Regions from separate parts of the Zea mays genome. Here region 2 is linked to region 1. Evidence: chromatin contacts called from public Hi-C data. All regions are on one chromosome and are shown on one strand. Each heading gives the region's core, a stretch centred on a gene start, on an enhancer-like site or on the middle of the called end of the contact. The rest is flanking DNA. Distances are from core to core; before and after follow the strand shown. Region 1 overlaps LOC100274068. Region 2 has its middle 9.4 kb from the start of LOC100275916.

Region 1 (4,118 bases), core at 1,497-3,996:
TTTCCCCGTTTCGTCGTTTTTCAGTTCTCTTTTGCCTTTGTCTCCCTTTTCTTTTCTTTGGGGGTTGAGCTCTGCGGTTTTCATACGGGGTTTCATCTCTAGCCTACCCCAACGTGCTTGGGACAAAAAGGCTTTGTTGTTGTTATATGTTTTTTTCTAAAATCTAAAAAGAAATAAAATGTTGATGAAAATTCTTGAAATCCTGCACCAAGAGTGAGCACAGAACAAAGTTTTTTGCTAGAGATGAACCCAACAAGGGCTGCCCCTGAAGTATATAAAAGTAAGACAAGTATGAGTAATAGCAATGTAGTGATAGTAAGGAGATCGATAAATTAGGTTATGGTTTGTCCACATGAAGTGCGACATGTGCTCCTATTGAGAAATTGCAGTTTCAAGTAGTTATCTAGGTAAAAGATCGACAATCATAAACTAAACATGACCTTTTTAAATGCTCATGTTGCTGTGTTGGTAGCATGCAGTTTAAGTAGTTCTTATTGTACATTCTAATGAGTGTCCCTACCTTCAAATTATTGTACTTATTTATACATTCATTTTCTATTGAATGCAATTGTACATTTTATTTGGATTTTCAGGAAGAAACTTTTTAGTCCCTCACATCTAGCCACTGAAATATGGTTTTTATCTTAATCCTCTAGTCTTCATATATATATTTATTTATTTGCAACTTATTCACATGTAGGTCATGCCATTAACTCAAACTCAACTTGAAGAAGCTATGGGACCAGCTAAATTTGAACAGCAGGCTGGGCCTGGCTTTTCGTTGGAGTCCAACAATGCTTTGTCTCCCACAGTAATCACAGAAAAGGTGTTGCCTTCATCTGCTAGTCCTATTAACTCCCTTCTGGCTGGAGAGAAGATTCAATTTGGTAAGCTGCACTTTTCATCAGTATTATACGATGTTTATTGTGACTTGACTTACAATGAATAACAATATTGACCAGGGGCAGTAACGTCACCAACCATGCTACCCCCAGTCAGCCGAACTGTTTCAAGTGGTCTTGGAGCTCCAGGTTCATCTAGGCCTGATATGAAGATCGATCGAGGCTTGCCTAGCGATAACAGTGGTCCTGATAAGGCAAATTCCAAGGAATTATGTCCGAGTACCGAGGATGCGGAAGCAGAGGCTGAAGCAGCTGCTTCTGCTGTGGCTGTGGCAGCTATTAGCACTGATGAGGGATCTCCAGCTGATGCAACTACTGCATCGGCTCCAGACAAGAGCTTTACAAGCAAGGATCTCAGTGGGTTAACATCAGGAGGTATGATCTTTGCATTGTCAACTACTTTAATTAAGACATTGCTATATGATTATGTAGCTATATTTATTGTGTTATGGACAAAACTGAAGCAGGGGCAAGAACAGGTCAAGCTGGTCAATCATCCACAGAAGAGCCACTCGCAGTTGCTCTTCCTGCAGACTTATCGGTTGATACTCCATCCATGTCCTTGTGGCCTCCTATAGCCAGTCCACAAGCATCAGGGCCAATGCTTTCTCAGTTTCATGGTGCACAGCCATCCCACTTTTCCTGCTTTGATATGAACTCGATGTTAGGAGGGCACATTTTTGCATTTGGCCCAAGTGACGAATCTGCTGGTTCTCAAGGTCAGCACCCTCAAAGAAGCAATGCATTGCCTTCAGCACCATTGGGAGCTTGGCCACAGTGTCATTCTGGGGTAGACTCTTTCTACCGCCCTCCAACTGGGTACGCTGGTCCTTTCATCACTCCGGGAGGAATCCCAGGCGTGCAAGCCCCCCCACATATGGTGGTCTATAACCACTTCGCCCCAGTAGGTCAATTTGGTCAGATGGGACTTGGTTTTATGGGAGCCACTTATATCCCTGGTGACAAGCAGCCTGACTGGAAGCAAAGTCAAGGGCCACCTATTGTTGGTGTAAGCCAGAGTGATCCAAACAGCCAAAATATGGTGTCTGGTCAAGTAAACGCTCCTAGTGTTCCTGCTCCAGTTCCACATCTACGCCCAACTTCTATCATGCCAATCCCGTCTCCATTGACCATGTTCGACATTGCTCCTTTCCAGGTATGCATTTTAATTGTTGTAGATACATGCCAAGACAGTTAGATTGCAAGTGAAAAAAAATAGTGTAATTAACTCTTGCATTTTTATGCTAATACAACGCTTTCTTCATTTGTTTGCTATTTTTCCAGACATCTACAGACATACAGATGCAAACGTGCTGGCCACATATGCCTGTACCTCCTCTACACTCAGTTCCATTATCAGTTGCACTTAAGCAGCATCCAGTAGAGGGTACAGCCACACAACAGTTTGTTCATAACGTGCCAATAGACAAGTCTGGTACAAATAACCGATTTCAGGAGTCCTCTGCTTCTGCTGGGCCATCAGACGGCAACAAAACCTTCCCAAATGCAGCCGTTTCTCAGTACAGGGATGAGTTAGGTCTTGTCGAACAGCCAGCCTCAACCAGCTCAAGCTCCCAAACTGTTCAGCCTTCGTTTGGCCAGGCGGGCTTGATCAGCAATGAAGTCCCAACCAGTGCCAAAGCCATGGTTAGGGTGACCCCATCCAAAGTCAACCCTGGAATTGCAGCAGGGGCGGCTGGCAGCACGAACGCCCCCCAGGTCACCAGCATACCTTCCAAGACCCATCAGTCCTCGTCATCATCATCAGACCCGCAATACCAGCATCTGGTTAACAATCAGGATCGCCGTGCCCGTGCGACTCAGAAGGCTGGTACTGGTAACGAGTGGCAGCGACGATCAGGGTACCAGGGTAGGAATCAAGGTTCTGGTTCCGACAGGAGTTCAGGCACTGGTAGGATGAAGCAGATCTACGTTGCGAAGCCCTCTGCAACAAGTGGCCATGCCTCGTCAGGCTAGAGAGTGGTGGTGCTGACTTCACTGAGCCTGCTCCACGCTGGTACACAGCTCAGAGCATCCTTGGCATCAGACACATGTGAAACATATTTTCGCTCCATGTCTGTCTATTCTGGTTTGTTTTGGTGATTGTGGCATGGTGCTGGTTGTGTATGTTTTTGGTTCATTTTGTTGCATAGAAGAAAATAGAGTGTGCTGTTGCACTGCAAAAAGACATTCGAAGCGATACCATATCATGCATGATAAATTTTGCAGCCGATGGAATCGGCTGCCCGTGTAAGTCACTGGTGTGATGTAAGGATTACTATTGTTTATTGTTACTATTTGTTGGCTGGCTCAACGTCTGGACAGGCGAGGAAATGTAACGTGGGGGGGTATGTTAATAAATGCCTCATATGCTACTTTGTCGGAACACATGCATCCCTATCCTGTTTTCTCAATTTATGTTAGTACTGCAAAATAGGATTCCTTAAATCTTGATGCGAGAATCAAAGGGTTTGTTTGGTATTTGTTGGGATGAACGCGGAACCAGACCATAATCTAGGGCACCAACAACAAAATGTTCTGCTCAACAATAAAACCCTAATTTTAGATTATAGACTAGTGTAGACTTTATGTTGGAAAAACAAACTTTTGAAACTATATCTTATCTCTACTAATCCTTAAGACGATAGTGTAGACTTGGCATAACCATGCCCCCGCCTCCATCTCCACCGTCCGATTGCGATGCCATCCTCGCTCGCGCCTAGCGCCGGATCCGCCCCCGCATGCCTCATCTGTCATCCATCCTCGCTCCCGCCACCGCCCTCGCCATGCGCGCAGCCGCCTCCATCCAACAACCATGCGGGATCCTCGCTCGCGCATAGCGGCCAACAACCATGTGCGTCGCCTACGACAACGTCGGATCCGACCTTCCTATGTACCTGCTCGCCACGGAGATCATCGGCTACGGCGGCCACGACTTCGCCTTTGCTCCCTACGGGGCCTATCGGAGGGCGCTGCGCAAGCTGAGGCAGCTCGCGCCCATCGGGGACAGCGAGACCATGTCCCTCGCCAGGGAGATCCGCCGCCGTTCATGTGGCGCCCGCGGCGAGCCAGCAGCAGCAGTCAACCTCGGCAGCCTGCTGGTCTCCTGTGCTAACTACATCACTGGGCTGGCGACCTTCGGAGACCGCTTCAGCAACGAGCACAAGGCGAAATTCCTGTCAGCGATGGCGGTCGTGCTGAGCAGCGGCTCTGGTT
Region 2 (4,474 bases), core at 104-2,603, 270 kb after region 1:
CAAACAGCAGAGTCAGGCTTAATTGGCATGCTTTGTATGAACTCAAAAGCTTCGTCCAACTGACCAGCTCTGCCAAGCATATCTACCATGCATGTGTAGTGCTTTGCAATGGGCACAATACCATAAACAGTTTGCATCAAATCAAAGAAACTCCGACCTTGATCAACTAAGCCAGCATGGCTACAGGCAGCCAATAATGAAACAAAAGTGACATGATCAGGCTTAATTTCTTCTTGTTGCATTTGTGAGAAGAGACTGAGTGCCTTTGCACCATGCCCATGAACCCCAAGACCAGCTATGATGGCATTCCAAGGACCTGTGCTCCTTCTAGGCATATGTTCAAACAAAAACATTGCTTCTACCAGCTTCCCACATTTAGCATACAAGTCTATCAGACAAGTAGTGACATACACATCAAGATTTAATCCAGTCTTAATCGACAGTGCATGCATCCGCATTCCCTGCTGCAATCCACCCAGGTACGAGTATGCAGGCAAAACACTGACAAACGTCCCTTGAATCGGTTTCAGACCCTCATGATTGTGCATATCATTGTATATCCTGATTGCCTCATTAGCAAGTCCATTCTGCATATACCCTGTAATCAATGTGTTCCAGGACACAACATCTCGATCAGGCAAGTTATCAAATACCTTCTGGGCAGCATCAATCTTCGACATCTTAGCATACATATCAACCATAGCATTTCCGGCAATGATGTCACCCACATCCCAGCCCCGCCTCCTTACATAGCAATGCACTGACTTTGCACCGAGTTCATCTCCACACTGAGCAACAGCAGATGCCAGGCTAACGAGTGTTAGCACATCAGGGCAAACCCCACTTTCCATCATACCATGGAAAAGCTCCACCGCAGCAGCAACCTTCCCACCTTGCTCATTCGCTGAAATGATCGAATTCCACGTGACCAGATCCCGCAATGCCATTCCACCAAACACCCAATGAGCCTCCGTTAGCATCCCAAGCTTCCCGTACACATCAATCAAGGCATTGCACACAAATAGCTCGCCAGACAGCCCGTGCTTCACCGCATACACGTGCATGACCAGAGCAAGCGCTCGGTCCCCGAGCACGACGCACATTGGCAGGACGCTCGAGAGTGTCACGGCGTCCCCTGCGACCCCCTCGCCGACCATCCTCCCTAATAGCGTAACCGCGTCCGCTGCCCGGGTGTTGCGGCACAGCCCAGACAACATTGCGTTCCACGCGGGCACGTCCCGCTCGGGCATTTCATCAAACACTCTATACGCCTCCGCGACGCGGCCGAAACGCAGGTAGGCGTGGACGAGGGAACCCGATGCGAAGACGTTGGGGTGGAGGAGCCCCAGCCGGAGCGCGCAGGCATGGAGCTGCGCGGCAGAGGCCGGACCCGGGGCGGCACGAACGAGCGGCGGGAAGGTGAAGGAGTCGGGGCGGAGCGGGTGGGCGCCTGCAAGGAGGCGGCGGAGGAGCGGCAACGCGAGGCGCGGGAGGGCGGCGCGGGAGAAGGCGGCGATCAGGGAGTTGACGAGGAGGAGAGGGGGGACCTGGAGGTGCGGATCGAGGTTGCGGAGGTGGCCTGAGGTGATGAGGACGGCATGGACGCCGCGCGGGAGTGCGGACGGTGGCATAGTGGGCGCGGCATAAGATGCGCTCGCCGTCGCGCGGGAGTATATGTTTTGCGCGATTTTGATTTGGGTTTTGCTGGTCTTTTTGCGGGTTTTGATAGGCTTCTATCTTGCCCAATCGCTCGAAGTATCGACTTCCAGAGTTCCAGTTAGTGATTTCCTATTGCAGACTGACAATGAAGGTGAACAGTGAGTCCTGCGATAAGTTGGTAACGCATGCTTTAGAAAATGACATATATGTTGTACATGAAAGTTTAGTGTACATAGTGCATGTTGAGCATTAAAAAGAGCATCGGACGGTGCGGTCCTGAAGCCGGACGGTCCGCGCAAGCGCAGAACAGATTAGGGTTCCGAGTTTCTTGTTATGTTTGTTGGCGAGAATCTCGGGATAAGCTCGAAATTTTATTGGTAACGGGTTCAGCCCCCCTCCTCTATAAAAGCAGAGGAATACAGTCGATTTAATCAATCAATCGAACCTTCAATCAATACAATTTACATTTTATCCTAGGAGTAGTTCTAGTCTAGTTTAGGTTTAGTCTCTCAATCCTCAAATTCTTCGCTTCTCTTCAACTCTACGTCGATTAGAGGATCCTAGGTCGGCCTGCCGAGCCTAGACATCCCCTAGGATCTCTCCTCCCCGACGGGGTCCCTCCCAGGAGCGAGATCCAGGCGCCGCCGGCGACTTCCGCCACCCCTGCGCACGCGCGGACCGTCCGGCCGTCAGGCAGGAAACCCTAGCCCTGCGCCAGGTCGCGGACCGTCCGGCCCCTGGCCGCGGACCATCCGCGCGTGTGCAGAGAGCACCGCCGCTGGTTCTTGTTGAGTGTTTGGCGCCCGAAAAAGGTGTCAACATACTTTCTGTCGACTCCGCTGGGGACAACACATCTAGACCCATCAAATCGGCTCTCAATGGCTGGTTCAAGGGATAGTTCTGAAGTCTCCCCATCAACATTATAGAGCCGACTTGGGAAACCTTGCCGGATGACGAACAACTCCAGTTCGAGGAGCATAAGGAGCAGCTGATTCAAGAGGCGAGGGCGAAGTTCCTAGCCAACTTCAAGGTGGACAGGAACAATAAAGTCGTCCAACAACGGGCGACGGATCCGGCTTCGCTCCGACCCACACCAGATATCCTCAATGTAAGTAATACAAACGAGCTACAATCTCTTAAGAATTATGTAGATGAACAACGAGAACAAATGCGAAATATCATAGAGGGTATGCAAAACGATTATAGGAGACTAGTATGTGCATTTGATAAATCTAGTATTGCAAATTTTCTTTCGCGTGAGGTTGAATTAGGGGGTAACACGCGTAATACATTGGCTATAGGTTGTCACGATCAGTCACAACCCCTTATGGGATGCCGATGGACACATACCCTGAGCAACCGCAAATCGGCAGTAAATCAACCGATCTGCACATGCCCGGACCGTCCGCACGTGATCACGGACCGTCCGGGCCAGCAACGGCCGGGCCCATTTTCAATGAGTTACCCAGACATGCACCCGAGCCACAACATATGGCACAGAATCTAAACTACCCAGTTGGATGGTCCGCATACAACAACGGACGACCCGCATATAATCACGGACGGTCTGGGTACATGTCCGGACAGTCCGCGCATGAGTCTTTTGAGGAGGATTGTTACCTGAATCCTCACTCGTCCCAGCAACACTTCTCATCACACTATGCGATGCATCAGCCCATTAATACAAAATCCCGAGCCCAGGAAAGCTTTCCGGTCCCGCCTAGAAGGCCAGAAAGGAACGATCAATCGTATGAGTCATATAGGGTAAATGGCAATGTACCACATAGCTCAAACCAATGGGGGAAAGAAACACATGCTAATATCCAGCCAACCTCACCTATGTTTGACCAGAGAGTCGGTGGTCTCGCATCGGCTGCCATCGATATAGTGAGGGAGGAAATAGCCGGGGCATTTCGAGATAAGCTCGGAGTAAGCATGGTGCCTGGGGGGCAATCATATCGAAAACCTTATGATAGCCGATTTGATCACCACCCATAACCCCAGGGAACCAGGATACTCGAATTCGCAAAATTTTCGGGTGACCAAGGAAAAAAACACGCGCGAACACATAGGCCAGTTCTTGGCACAATTAGGAGAATTGGCCGACACAGAAGCATTTCGTGTGCGTTTATTTTCATTGTCTTTAACAGGAACCGCGTTCGCATGGTACGCCACTTTACCTCCTAATTATATTTCGTCATGGGGGGATTTAGAACAAAAATTCCATGACCTAGTGGCCTTGCGACAGGGAAAGGACAAATCGGTTAATGACTATATTCGGAGATTCCGGGGTACCAGAAACCGATGCTTTCAAATTCATTTGGTACAAAAACAGTTAGCAGGACTAGTTTTTAATGGATTGCGATATTATTTAAAGTAAAGATTAGAAGGCATCCAATTTTTCACGCTAGCACAATTACACCAGAGAGCTTTGGCATGTGAAAGCCGAAGCAAAGAGACTGCCAAAACCATTCGTCACAATGTCCATATAGTAGAGTGCGACCAAAGTAGCTCGGACGACGAATCAATAGAAATTTATGCTGCTGAAATGGTTTGTCCAAAGCAGGCCAAATCTTCGGCTTGTTCCTCCTTGCAGCCGATTCAAAAGAAACGGCAAGAGGAGGTTAAATTTACATTTAATGTTGGCAAATGTGACAAGATATTTGATGAATTACTAAAAAATGGCAACATTAAAATAAATCATACTGTTCCATCCGCCGATGAACTAAAACGCCGCGCATACTGCAAGTGACATAACTCATTTTCTCATGCCACTAATGATGGTAATGTATTCTGTCGACAGATTCAATCGACC

Evidence for each region. Hi-C and Micro-C count contacts between places; a contact is called where the count stands out from the background.
Region 2: a contact with region 1 is called in a Hi-C map of ear, with 4 times the contacts expected there. The contact joins two enhancer-like sites. A contact is called at or near these places in 5 of 25 Hi-C or Micro-C datasets (ear, leaf, tassel and 1 more).

Annotation. Positions count from the first base shown.
Region 1 is chr1:69,116,230-69,120,347 of Zm-B73-REFERENCE-NAM-5.0, forward strand. It overlaps LOC100274068, which reads left to right. Exons shown (of 7, transcript NM_001348667.1): 4 at 701-887; 5 at 963-1,277; 6 at 1,370-2,058; 7 at 2,187-3,154. The coding sequence ends at 2,879. It also overlaps the pseudogene LOC103644705. Among protein-coding and RNA genes, the nearest start is that of LOC100274068, 10 kb to the left of the region's middle. Within about 2 kb of position 2,747, at least 6 of the 20 cell types and tissues checked have an H3K27ac peak or open chromatin away from gene starts, as enhancers often do.
Region 2 is chr1:69,388,533-69,393,006 of Zm-B73-REFERENCE-NAM-5.0, forward strand. No RefSeq gene overlaps it. Among protein-coding and RNA genes, the nearest start is that of LOC100275916, 9.4 kb to the left of the region's middle. Within about 2 kb of position 1,354, at least 3 of the 20 cell types and tissues checked have an H3K27ac peak or open chromatin away from gene starts, as enhancers often do.